Linked DNA regions of Mus musculus: all the other regions are linked to region 2. A link is a contact called in public promoter capture Hi-C data. All regions are on one chromosome and are shown on one strand. The core of a region is the stretch at or near the end of the contact, and the rest is flanking DNA. Distances in the headings are between cores, read along the strand shown.

Evidence for each region. Promoter capture Hi-C pulls out the DNA fragments that hold promoters and counts their contacts.
Region 1: a promoter capture Hi-C map of pre-B cells shows a contact between it and region 2, with 4 times the contacts expected there. The contact joins the promoter of Stat3 here to the promoter of Wipf2 in region 2. A contact is called at or near these places in 2 of 39 promoter capture datasets (embryonic stem cells and pre-B cells).
Region 3: a promoter capture Hi-C map of pre-B cells shows a contact between it and region 2, with 4 times the contacts expected there. The contact joins the promoter of Nfe2l1 here to the promoter of Wipf2 in region 2. A contact is called at or near these places in 2 of 39 promoter capture datasets (liver and pre-B cells).
Region 4: a contact with region 2 is called in a promoter capture Hi-C map of hippocampal neurons, with 4 times the contacts expected there. The contact joins the promoter of Vps25 here to the promoter of Wipf2 in region 2. A contact is called at or near these places in 2 of 39 promoter capture datasets (cranial neural crest and hippocampal neurons).

What each region holds. Positions count from the first base shown.
Region 1 is chr11:100,937,902-100,940,934 of GRCm38.p6, reverse strand. Stat3 (signal transducer and activator of transcription 3) reads left to right here and starts at 1,395. Exons shown (of 24, transcript NM_213659.3): 1 at 1,395-1,679. Gm46295 (a long non-coding RNA gene) reads right to left here and starts at 2,597. Exons shown (of 2, transcript XR_001780333.2): 1 at 2,449-2,597; 2 at 693-1,862.
Region 2 is chr11:98,861,773-98,864,991 of GRCm38.p6, reverse strand. It overlaps Wipf2 (WAS/WASL interacting protein family, member 2), which reads right to left and starts at 1,394. Exons shown (of 8, transcript NM_197940.2): 1 at 1,090-1,394.
Region 3 is chr11:96,828,669-96,831,471 of GRCm38.p6, reverse strand. Nfe2l1 (nuclear factor, erythroid derived 2,-like 1) reads left to right here and starts at 1,504. Exons shown (of 5, transcript NM_008686.3): 1 at 1,504-1,653.
Region 4 is chr11:101,252,019-101,254,972 of GRCm38.p6, reverse strand. Vps25 (vacuolar protein sorting 25) reads right to left here and starts at 1,266. Exons shown (of 6, transcript NM_026776.5): 1 at 1,166-1,266; 2 at 797-942; 3 at 1-30. The coding sequence starts at 1,218.

The sequences.
Region 1 (3,033 bases), core at 146-2,645, 2.1 Mb before region 2:
ACAAATCACTGCAGTACGCAGAGTTCATTCTCTATGACAGAAAGCCAAGCATATACACGTACCATGAACTGCTGATTCCAACTCAGTAAAATCTGTACTCCCAACATACAAGACGTGAAATAGGTCAGATAATTTCAAGAGCGTCAAGACCCCCCCCAAAAGACTAAATGGATGTTACTCCTAACTCCTGCCACTCTAGTTAAGCAGTAGTGGGAAAGTGTGGAAGAACTGGTTTGTCTCAATTGGACATTTAAGTTTAATGGTGAAAGACTAGTTAATGTTAACAATGAATCCTAAAATCATCAGAATATTTTATGGGCTTTCTCTCTGTGTGTGTTAGCTTCAGTTCTTAAAATTAAGTGCCTAATTAAAAGTGATTTAATTTTGTCTGCACGTTTTTCTGCACAAGGTGTGTGTCTTTGCTGCGGGCAGAGGCCTGAGGAGGGCTTCAGATCCCCCCCCCCCCCCCAGACCCCAGAGTGGAGTTACAAATGGCTAAGAGCCATCTTGTGGGATGCTGGAACTTGAACTTGAATTTTTACCAGGATCAGCCTGGCAGTCCCCTTAACTTAGGCATCCCTCTAGCTCCTAAAATAAGTACCTTTTAATGGAAACAAGTTGGTCAAAACTATCTTTCAGAATTTCAAGACCCAGTATAACAGTTTAAAAAAAAAAGAACTCAGACACACGTGGAAATGGCAAGTACTGTGTATTCGTGTCAGCTGTCATGCATAGGCTCTCTGCATTTCTGTGAGCTGACCAATCAGCCTTGCTGTTGAGATTCAGGTTTGAAATGGTGGAACAGAGAACCGGGTTATAGCCACTATTCTCCCCCACGCAATCTAGTAATTACTCTATTTCCACGTCATATTTCCGGGTGTATGCCCATAATCACGCAGAACTGAAGTTCAGAGCAGCCAGGAGTTGCCCATGTTCTTTTTTGATGTCTCCACAAACCCAAATGCTTAAGTGGGGTGACACCTGGGGACCGCCTAAGTGGCTGATTCCCACGTGGTAAGGAGCTCACAAACTCGCCCCCACGTGGTGCCAAGGGCCGGGAAAAGGGAGAGCGGGCAGAAGCGAGCCGTATCAGGGCATTTAAAGTGTCTTGACGTCACGCACTGCCAGGAACTCAGCTGAGTTTTCAGCAGGACATTCCGCTAATGTCTCCTCCCTCCCCCCGGGCTTTTTTGTAAGCTAGGCCTCTGCGCGTCCCTTGGTCGCGGAGGGAGGAGCACAAAGCTCTCAGAACAGCCAACTCAGGGAGGTGTGCCCAGAGCTCTCGACCCCGCCTTCTCTCCTAGAGGCGTTTTTCATTGGTTAGTGGGCGGGGCTTAGGAAGTACAGCGCTCGCCCGGAGGCCTCAGGGTGGCCTAGCCAGCTGGCCATTCCTTAATTATGCATGGAGGCGTGTCTTGGCCAGTGGCGGCTGGGTGGGGATTGGCTGGAGGGGCTGTAATTCAGCGGTTTCCGGAGCTGCAGTGTAGACAGGGAGGGGGAACCTGGGGTTCCGACGTCGCGGCGGAGGGAACGAGCCCTAACCGGATCGCTGAGGTACAACCCCGCTCGGTGTCGCCTGACCGCGTCGGCTAGGAGAGGCCAGGCGGCCCTCGGGAGCCCAGCAGCTCGCGCCTGGAGTCAGCGCAGGCCGGCCAGTCGGGCCTCAGCCCCGGAGACAGGTGAAGGGGGTGCAGGGTGGGGCCACCTCCCCGACGGCACGGGGGACGGCATGGGGGACCCCACGGTTCGTCAGCTGTGGGGGTGCTTAGAGCTGTGAATGGACACTTACATGGGGCAGGAGGATAGGAGGAGACACACAGGGTCGTCCCGGCGGCACTGACGTCCGGATGACAGGAACCAGCCTGGGAAAGGAAGGGACGCTGTAAGTTTCGAGGGGGAGATGCGGAGAGAGAGTGGGGAGTTCTGGGGGGTGTAGGACCGTGGGGGGGAGGACATTCTAGGCTGAGGGTAACAGAACTGACAGAAGCGGCCCTCCTGTGACTGCTCCCGGAGGCTAGGGACGTTCGGGCCACCAGAGCCACTGCCACTCAGGTGGAGATCATTGGGGTGGAGGCGTTAGAAGGAGCCTCCTTCCTGCCCCTGTGCTGGGCCTGGCCGTTCCTTGCCTAGCCACTTTCTTTGCCTTGCTCCCGTTCCTTCTGTAGTCAGCTGTACCCACTTAGGAGGTGGGAACTGTTGTGTCTCTCCTCCTGCCTCTCCGCCCCTCCCCCTCCCCCTCCCCCCCCCCCCCCAGCCTCTGGGACTGGCTAGATTTTTTTCTTAAGAATCAGATTTCCTATAGAAAATTGACAAACTTGTATCCTTTCTAAATTCTCTCCCATCTCTTTCTGTGTTAAGCTATGATTTCCCCCACCTTGTTAAGAACACTTTTTTTTTTCCCAATTCAAAATAAATCCCTGGCCAAACCAGCTCTAAAGAGCAACAAACCTCTTTCCTCTTTGACATTGTTCTCTCATAAACACCTGGTAAACTCGACGAGACGATAAATAATTGAGCCATTGCATTTACTGGATCGTGGTGTTGCTTAATTGCACAGGCCAGGGTGAGCCAATCAAGAGTGGGAGTTTTCTGTCTCATAGCCAAGCTCTTGTGTAAAAGCAGAAGCTAGGGAAACAAAGACAGGCTGGCCTTGGCTGAGTTCTGTGTGTAAACTTTACCTGTTGGGGGGTGTGTGGCTATAAATTGGTAAGTTGGCAAAATCCAGACTGTTGCTCAAGTCACTTTTTTCATACCTGGTCCACATCCCTCGGTTGTATCAATTGATGTGTGTATGGGTACTGTCAGTGCTTATTCAGTTTCCTTATTCAGAGTGTGTGTAGTTTATACCTGCTGTTTACTACAGTGCTTATTTGTGTATGCATTGTGAATGTTGGGCTGTCAGTGTAGGTGCAGCATGGACGTGAATATATTAAAGCAATAAATCACTTCTATCTTCTTTTTAATGTGGAATTAGACTGTTAGGATTTGAGCCAGCCATTTTTTCTCTTTTTATATTAAATAATGTCTATGTTC
Region 2 (3,219 bases), core at 145-2,644:
GGCACACACCTTTAATCCCAGCACTCAGGAGGCAGAGGCAAGTAGATCTCTGCGAGTTCAAGACCAGCCTAGTCTACATAGTGAGCACTAGAACAGCCAGGGCTGTTTCAGAGAGAAACCCTGTCTTGAAAGAAACAAAACAACAAACAAACAAATATAGTTTACGGGGCTGGGCAGTCATAGTGGCCCACGCCTCCCTCTGAGGTAGAGGCCAGCGGATCACTGTGAGTTCCGGGCCAATCTGGTCTACAGACTCTGAGTTCCAGGACAGTGAGGGTTACACAGACAAAGTGTCTCAAAAAAAAAAAAGAAAGAAAGAAAGAAAAGAAAAGAAAGAGAAAGAGAAAAAGAAAGAAGAATTTCAGGGATCAGATGTAGCAGGTGGATCAGGATTTAAAGGCCAGCAGAAGCGGGGACAGAGGTAGATTCCAGTGCACACCAGCTTCCTCCAGCTCCTCGTTTCAATATTATCCTTCCAGAATATGCCTTCCTAATCAGTAACTCGACCGCACACACAGCCTACGTCTAGCGAGCGCCTTCAGATTTTCATCTTCCCTCAATTTCACGCCGCTCCAACAGGGATCCTTCAACTGCAGGTGCTTCCAAGAGCATCTCAGAACATCACTCCGACTCCCTCTCATCCCACACTCTCAACATCTCCCCCAGTGTAAACACGTTCGCTCTCAATCCTCCTCCTCACCCCGATCAATCCCGAAACGTCACACCGATCCTCCTAAACTCGAGAGCATCCTGCCAATAATTACCTTTCCCCAACAGGTCCTCCCTTCCCCATCTCCCCCTCCGCGCACGGCTCCCCTCCTACCTCACCCAGAGTTGCCAGTCTTACTCACCTCACCCAACCCTTCAGGATCTCTAATTTCCTGTCTCTCAAAAAACCTCCCTCCTGCCCATTTGCTCAGTCGGTCCCCGCCGCCCTCCACTCGGATGGCCCACGCCCCCTCTCCAGGGTCTCCAGGCCCCGCCCCCAGGACCCCCTCTCCGCATCAGGCCCCTCCTCCGGTGTCCCTCCCCCCCCCCACCACAGTCCCCCCTTCCCGGCTCTCCCTCCCACTCAGGTCCGCAGGTCACCTCAGCGGCGGGCTCAGCCGCCCCGGCGTCTTTCCCACTCGGCGGGGGGCTGCTCCGGGAGCGAATCCTCCGTCACCTCAGTCCTGGTTTAGTCCTGCTCGTTCGCCCCGCGGCAAGCTCTCTCGCTCTCTCTCGCTCTCTCTCTCTCTCTCTCTCTCTCTCTCTCTCTCTCTCTCTCTCTCTCTCTCTCTCTCTCTCTCTCGCCGCCGCCCCTTTTACCAACCCGGAAATGGATCCGCTCCCACCGTCCCCAGCGTCCGCGAACAAAATGGAGGCGGGGGAAAAGGAGGAGGGAGCCGAGGGCCGAGGGCCGCGGGACGCATGCGCTCAGGGAAGCCTGCCCTCTACCGGCGCACGTGGGGGCGGAGCGCCACCATCTTGAGAAGGTCGCGAGTCCGCAGTTGGAAGTCCCGTTTGCATCTTGGGACTGCAACTGGGGCCGCCTGCGAGGCTTTCAGTAACGAGTGATGCCAGGATTCGGTCCATGAGATGCTTATTTAATTGGTTGGATGCGGCCTGAGCGTCTCGACCTTTAAAATTGCGCAGGTAGAGAACCAGTGAGCTAACTGATGTATCTCAAGTATGTTTTCTTTCGTGTTTATTTTTTTGCGCGCACACACACACACCATAAGCCCTAATATGGTCTAGAGTACCCTTGAAGAGGCCCAACAGACAAGCTCTGGTTGTCATAGCAACAGAGAGGCGAGCTTCTTCTAGCAGGTCATTGGTTAGGTCGTTGTAACCACTTAACTAGTGATCCCCAGCTCGGTAGGCTGAGGCATGGTGTTGTGAACTCCTCTATAGGTGCTTGGATGAGAGAGGGGAGTCCTTGTCGCTTGCTGGTTTCCATTGCTTAACTCTGTTGCCGATGACTAAGGATCTCATCTTCATACACAAAGCTCGCCACCACACCAAGCAACCCCATTGCTACCCTATGTCTCACTGCTTCTCCATCCAGTCAACCCAGTGACCAGGGCTGAACCTCAAGTAAAAGGCCAATATCAGCTAGCACTTAATCCCCACTCACTAACTGTGTGTTCGTGGGTCTCAGCTACCTCATAGTGTTTGTCCTTTCTCACAGTGCTTGAAGGCTCATCAGGTAATGAATGAATGGGAAAGCATGTGATAAGCCATAGCCTGTTATTATTTTTGTTTTCCCTCTGTTCTGCCCCACCCACTAGTGCTAAATGTCACATTGAACATTTGCTTTGGGCCATTCATTGAGCTCTGTACCTGGGGATGGTTCCAGATGTGACTCAAGCAGACAGCTTCTGCCCTCCGGGAGCTCACCATGCTGGTGTATGGTGCTCATGCGGGCTGGCATGTAAACAGACAGCTGACGTCCAAGTCAGTGTGCGATTAGAGTTGTGACATGTGCCGGGATGTCACAGGAGTGATGAATTCCTGCTGAAGAATGAGAAGAGATTTGTAAATGGTTTGAACTAGCCCCTGCAAGATGAGTAGAATTTTGCTGGGCTCTGTAGCTCAGAGGAGGCAGAGGCAGGCAGATCTCTTAGCTGGGGGCCACCCTGGTCTACAGAGCAAGTTCCAGGACAGCCAGGACTGCACAGAGAAATTCTGCCTCAGAACACCAAAACAAACAAAACAAGAAGAAGAAGGGGGCTGGAGAGATGGCTCAGTGGTTAAGAACACGGATTGCTCTTCCAGAGGTCCTGAGTTCAATCCCCAGCAACCACATGGTGGCTCACAACCATCTGTAATGGGATCTGATGCCCACTTCTGGTGTGTCTGAAGACAGTGACAATGTACACTCATATATAAAATAAATCTTTTAAAAAGAAGAAGAAGAAGAGGAGGAGGAAGAAGAAGAAAGAGGGGGAGGAAGAAGAAAAAAGAGGAGGAGGAAGAAGAAAGAGGAAGAAGAAAAAGAAGGAGGAGAAAGAGGAGGAAAGAAAAAAGATGAATAGGATTTTGTTACTAATCAGTGAAGGCGGGGAACACATACCAGGCATGATCAGTGGATGCAAAGGTAAAGATGCTCAGATAGCTACGTCATGAATATCTGATAATGGGGCGGCTGGACGAGAAATGCAGTGAATCTGCACTGTTTACTAACTAGAGCTTCTGAACTCTTTCCTTCATCTCCTTACCTGCCCCGTCTTCGGTTGC
Region 3 (2,803 bases), core at 255-2,754, 2.0 Mb after region 2:
CCAACACTTGTAGCCCTGGCTGATCTTGAACTCTTCGTACATGAGAATGCCCTTGAGTTCACAAAGATTCCAAGAGTGCCAGGATTAAAGGCATGGGACACTATGCCTGTTGTTTTGAAGACCCAACAATTAATACACAAATGTCTAGTTTTCATAAATTTTGTATTCTAGTAATTTATTGGGACACACTAAAAAACGATGAAGTAAAAACAGTCTTTGAAAGTGTTAACTAGCTCAAAATAATTTGTTTCCATTTAAAAAGGTATGTGGTAGCTTAATAATTTTTGTAAGAATCAGTTGAATTCTTGGTGCATATTATATCTGTGAAACGTACTTTACATTCTGAGAACCCCTCCATATTGGTGCTAACTCTCCTAGCACAGCGTGAAGTGAACTTATCTGCTGCATTATCAGTTGGCCTTGTCCTTAATTGCACAAGGACAGCGAATAATGAACTGTCAACTAGATTATGGCCTCTTAAAAGGAGACAAGAACTCAGTTGGCATCTCACCTCTGTCCCACAGCTACACAGTACAAACTTCAATACAATGATTTCCTACATGTGGTCTTCGGACCAGCTGTATCAGAATTACTTATAGGGAACGTTATCAGGCCCCTACCACAGGGTCACTGAACAAGAATCTCACAAAGGCTTTGTAATTTGGAATCTAATAAATGATGTTGAGAGCACACTTATATTTGAGTCACAAAAAATGTTTTGGTACTATAGTTGTATGGGGAACTCTGGCAACGATGGAACGTTCCTGAAAAGCAAAAACTAAGCTGTGTGCGAGGTTAGAGGAAGGGGAGGGGCTCTTCCCGGTGTTTCTTTGATGGCAAAAACGAGTTACTATGTCCTATCTATCACACTACCAACATTTCTCTAAGGCCCTCGTCTGCCCCGCAGTTTCCACGACCTGACTGTTGCCTGGGCTACAAGATGCCACCCTTCCTGCCTGACGAACAGGTTACACCAGGCTCTAAGGCAGACAGGGGGTACCGGTTTCCGTTGCCAGGACTCAAGATGGCGACACGAACGTCGCGACCATCAGAGCCACATGCTCCGTACTCCGCCTCGGCCCCCCCCTCGGATCTCACTGGACTTTTACAAGTCACCGTGGGGACCCTCAAGGACGGAATCTCGGGCTCCGGCGTCAATGCTCCATTATCTGCCTTAAAGGACCGCATTCCTAGGCACACAATGAGCTAGAATCACCTAACTTACAACACCGCCCACCTCCAACCCGCAGCGGAGAGGTTCAGAATGCCGGACACTAGGGCCTTCGCCTCACTCATTGGTGGGTCCATACCGGGGGGCGGGCCTGCACACTCATTGGACTTCTCTCCACGTCAGTCTCGGGAGGACTGTGCCGAGTGGGCAGACACAAACTCGACTATTGGGTTTTCTTTGCTGTCAATCAAAGTGACATCCGGTGACGACTCTAGTCCCGGCTATCTGATTGGACCAACTGTTTCTGGGGTGGCCGTGGCGGGCGGGTTTCCGAGTGCAGTGGAAGGAGGGGGCGGGGAGGGAAGCCGAGGCTGGGCGCTCCAGGCCGGCCGGAGGTGGCGGCGACGGCGGCGGTGGCGAGGCCGGGACTTGGGCTGAGGGCCTGCTGTGGCGGCAGCGACAGACTGTGACCTCAGCAGCGGGTACCTGCTCTAATTCCCTTCCCCAACGAGATAGCCGCGGTGCAACAGGGCCGAAAGCTTGTGGGATAAGGGGCGGCGAGATGTGGTTGAGGAGCAGGAGGCGGGACCCGGGAGGCCGAGAGGGGTCTTGATCGGGCTCGGGCCCTGGACACGGCCGGAAAGAAACGCGGGGCCGACCAGAAAGCGTGTTCCTGGGTGGGCTGGACTGAGAAGGGCCGAGGGCATGGGAGGGCGTGGTGAGGCTGGGCTCGCGAGCGGGGTGGGGCCTGGGGAACGGAGGGCGGGGTGAGGCTCGCTTTTAAGGGTGGGTCAAGGCCAGCAAAGTAGCACTTGTCGCTCCGTGTCCCAGAAAGCTTGGAGGCGCGTCGGCGAGAGTGGGCATGGCAGCTTGGTCTCATCCAGACTCGGGTACGGCAGGGTGGGACCGGACTGGGGCCGGAGCGCTCTCTCTTTGGCCTTGTGGGCTTTGAAGAACTTTGTCTGCTCTCTCAAACTTTAAGTGGCTCTTGGGAAGTTTTAGTAGTAAATTGCGCGAGGACGGGCGGGTTTCAAAAGCAGGGATGTTTACTCAACCGAATGAGGGTATTCGTGGGTGTGTGTGTCTCCTACGTGTCGCTCCCACTTCACCTTTAGAGCGAAGTTGATAGTGGGCCACAGTAGAGGAGTTTAGGAATTTAATGGAAGCTCAAAAGTAGAAATCAGAAATGGGAAGGCAAATTTACCTTCTCCCCACTTGGCAAGTGAGATCGAGAACTTGGCCATATCCTTCTGCTTTGGCTCAGAAGGTCATGTGAATAAAGCTAAAACCTGTGAATTCAAATTCCAGGTGGAGCACGGCTCCACAATCTTCCACTGTCCTCCTGTACCCTACCCTGTTCTTTTATTTTGCCATACTGGGGATTGGACCTAGGGCCTCTAACCAGGCACCCGTGATCTGTATCCTTGTCCTGGACATTCTTTTATTTTACTATTGAAACCAGGCTGGTCTTAAACCCCTGATCTTAACGTTTCAACGTTCTGAGTGGCCTGTGCTATTAGGCTGGTCTTTTATTTAAAAAAATAAATTAATTAATTAACGAATGAAAGAATGATAGGAAAGGGGAAATGAGATTTCAAAAGTTGGAATAACAAAAAGGCATATGAAATGGAG
Region 4 (2,954 bases), core at 17-2,516, 2.4 Mb before region 2:
CAATCTGAATTGACTCCACAGGAAGTTTCCCTGGCTTAAGGTTAAGGGAATGGCCTACATGTAAATTAGGTTAAATAAAACATTTTCGGAGTTCGGCCCACGATAAAGAATGATCTAGCCCCCTCCTTTCCCTGCCATACATACATGCAATTTTTGAAGAAGATATGTTTGCATTTCCTCAATATTCTGGAAAAGGAGGTAAAAAGAAACTTCCAGTTAGAAGGAAGAACTAGCAAAGTGTGTTACAGGCCTGTAATACCAGCTCTTATGGGATGGACACAGGAGAATCACCAGTCCAAGGCTGGGCTGGGCTATAGAGATCAGGTCTCAAATAAAAGGCAAGAGTTTTAGAAAATAAAGGGTGTTACCCTTTACTTCATTCTCTGTGCCTTTTTCTCCACAAATTTTACCTATGAATCAGAGAGCAAAAATAAATGACCCTCACTTCCTGGGAGAGGTGGGGCAAGTCAAAAAAATTATTAAAGATGGTTTGGGATTTGAGGCTCACAGAGAGGAGATTCAAATAGTTTTAAAGGGTCCAGTGTGTAAAGCTTGGGACTTAAAGACCCCAGCACTCATTAACTAGGGTAAAGGGAGCTTGCACTGCCTGCAAAAGTGCATATAAAATGATTATCTGCCATTTAGTTTTGCTGTTTCCCAAGTCCAGGTTGAATAGAAGCCTGCCTACTGTGGGTAAAGGGAGGTGGGGAGATGCAGTCTGGGCATGTAGAAAAGTGTGGGAGTGCGTGTGTGTGGGGGCTGGGGGTGGGCTATGGAAGAGCCTGAGGGAGGATACGCTGTAGCTTGACGTTGTTGAAAAGCGGGCTCTCCTGGGCTTCCATCACCGTCATGCTGGACTGTTTGTGCAGGCGGCAGAAGGACAGAACCAGAGAGCACCAGGCGGCCAGCTGCTTCTGCCGGGTGTCCACGTTCGGCTGTAACCTGCCGGGCGAAGGGAGCAGGACGAGGAATTAAAGCGTGGAAGAGGGCGGCAGCAGCACCAGCCTAGCAGCACGTTAGGGGGAGACAGTGACGGGCTGGCTGGACAGGAAGGCGGCCGGCAGCTCCCGTCTCCCCCGGAACCCCAAGTGAATCATCAGGGCTGAGCCCTGGGCCCCGGGGACGGGAGGGAGCTACACTGGGCTTCTCAGGGTCTGAGCCTCACGTAAAGAAGGGCGGGAAGCGGTACTGCCACGGCCACTCGAAACTCATCGCCATCGTAGTAGCCCAGAAAACCCGGAACCGACAAGGGGCTTCCGGTCTCCGCCTCAGCATGTCCGGGCTGACAGCACAGCAGAAAGGTTCCGGACTCCTCTCGGGAGGCGCCGCAGTGGGATGGGAACGGTTCTTGTCACCAATCTGCTGCTGTCTAAAGAAAAACTTCAACATGAAGCGCAGGAGTTCTGGGTCTTGTCGCTTAAACAGAGGGAAACGGGGGCGGGGGGGGGGGGGGGGGACGACGACACGTAGTTTCCCTCTGCAAATTGCGAGGTCAGCCGAACGCAAGTTAGAATCCACATCTGGAGGCTTCACCTTCGTGTCGGTTGCCAATTTAAACTCATGATGCCGAAATTTCCTGCATTCCCACCCAGGTTGACTTCACTCTTAAATTTCCTGTAGGATCATGGGAGCATATTGTGTGGTTTGCATCGCTATACGCGATTTTCAAAGAATCAAAACTTATTGCTTTTTTCAAAGAATCAAAACTAACGTTTAGCTCTTAACCTCTTCCTTTCTAGACCCCAGACTTGGAATCCCTTTGGCTTCATCTGACTCATACCCAGCCTACACTAGTCAGATCTGTCCCTTTGCCTGCCTAAACTACGGGTCAGTTCCCAAACCAGAATTACTGTTTCCATTCTCCCAACAGTACTTCCACTGCTGAGCTGTGGAAAATTGCTGAAGACCAACCAGAACATGTTTACTGAGTCCCGGGCTCGCTGACTAATCTCACTACTGGACTCTCAGGGGAGCCTTGTTGGATCTAGAAATACAAGTTTGGGAGTCTTCTGACCTGACATGCAATATGAACCCATTTAAGGGATAAGAGCACTAAACAAAAGGTGTATTGAAAAGAAGGCTGACCTTGGGCTGCTAGGAGATGCTCACCTTTAAAGAGCGAGAAGAAGCTGGGCTGTTTTCATTGATTCCCTGTTATCCTCATTCAAAATAGTCCGCCTGTGTCTATCTTTCTGTTCCCTGAAGAATTATTGTGAGAATCCCTTAATCTCTCTCTGTCACAATGTTTAATTCATAGCTCCAAAGCTCCTCCCCATTTTTTCTTCCTTTGCCTTTTGAACTCAAAACTGCCATTCTTCCTTTACAAGTAACGTGTTGCCTCAATTTTTCAATTTCTTTCCGGATATCACTATCATCATGCCTCCCTCCCTTTCTGTGTAGCTCACTTTATTTCTATTTAAAAGTAATGTTAGGGCTGGTGAGATGGCTCAGCAGGTAAAGAGCACTGACTGCTCTTCTGAAGGTCCTGAGTTCAAATCCCAGCAGCCACATGGTGGCTCACAATCACTCGTAATGAGATCTGACGCCCTCTTCTGGTGTGTCTGAAGACAGCTACAGTGTACTCATATACATACATAAACAAATAAATCTTAAAAGAAAAAAAAAATGTTAGCTGAGCACACCTTTATCCCAGAGCTCAGCCTTTAATCCCACTGCCTCAACCTTCTGAGAACTGAGATTACATGTGTGTGCTGTGTCCATGGTCTGTTTTTTTTAAAGATATATCTATTTTAGATATGTGAGTACACTGTAGTTGTCTTCAGACACACCAGAAGAGGGCATCAGATCCCATTACAGATGGTTTTGAGCCACCATGTGGTTGCTGGGAATTAAACTCAGGACCTCTGGAAGAGCACTCAGTGCTCTTAACTGCTAAGCCATCTCTCTAGACCCACCTTCTTTCTTTTTAAAGAAGGTATTAATTTCTTTTTATT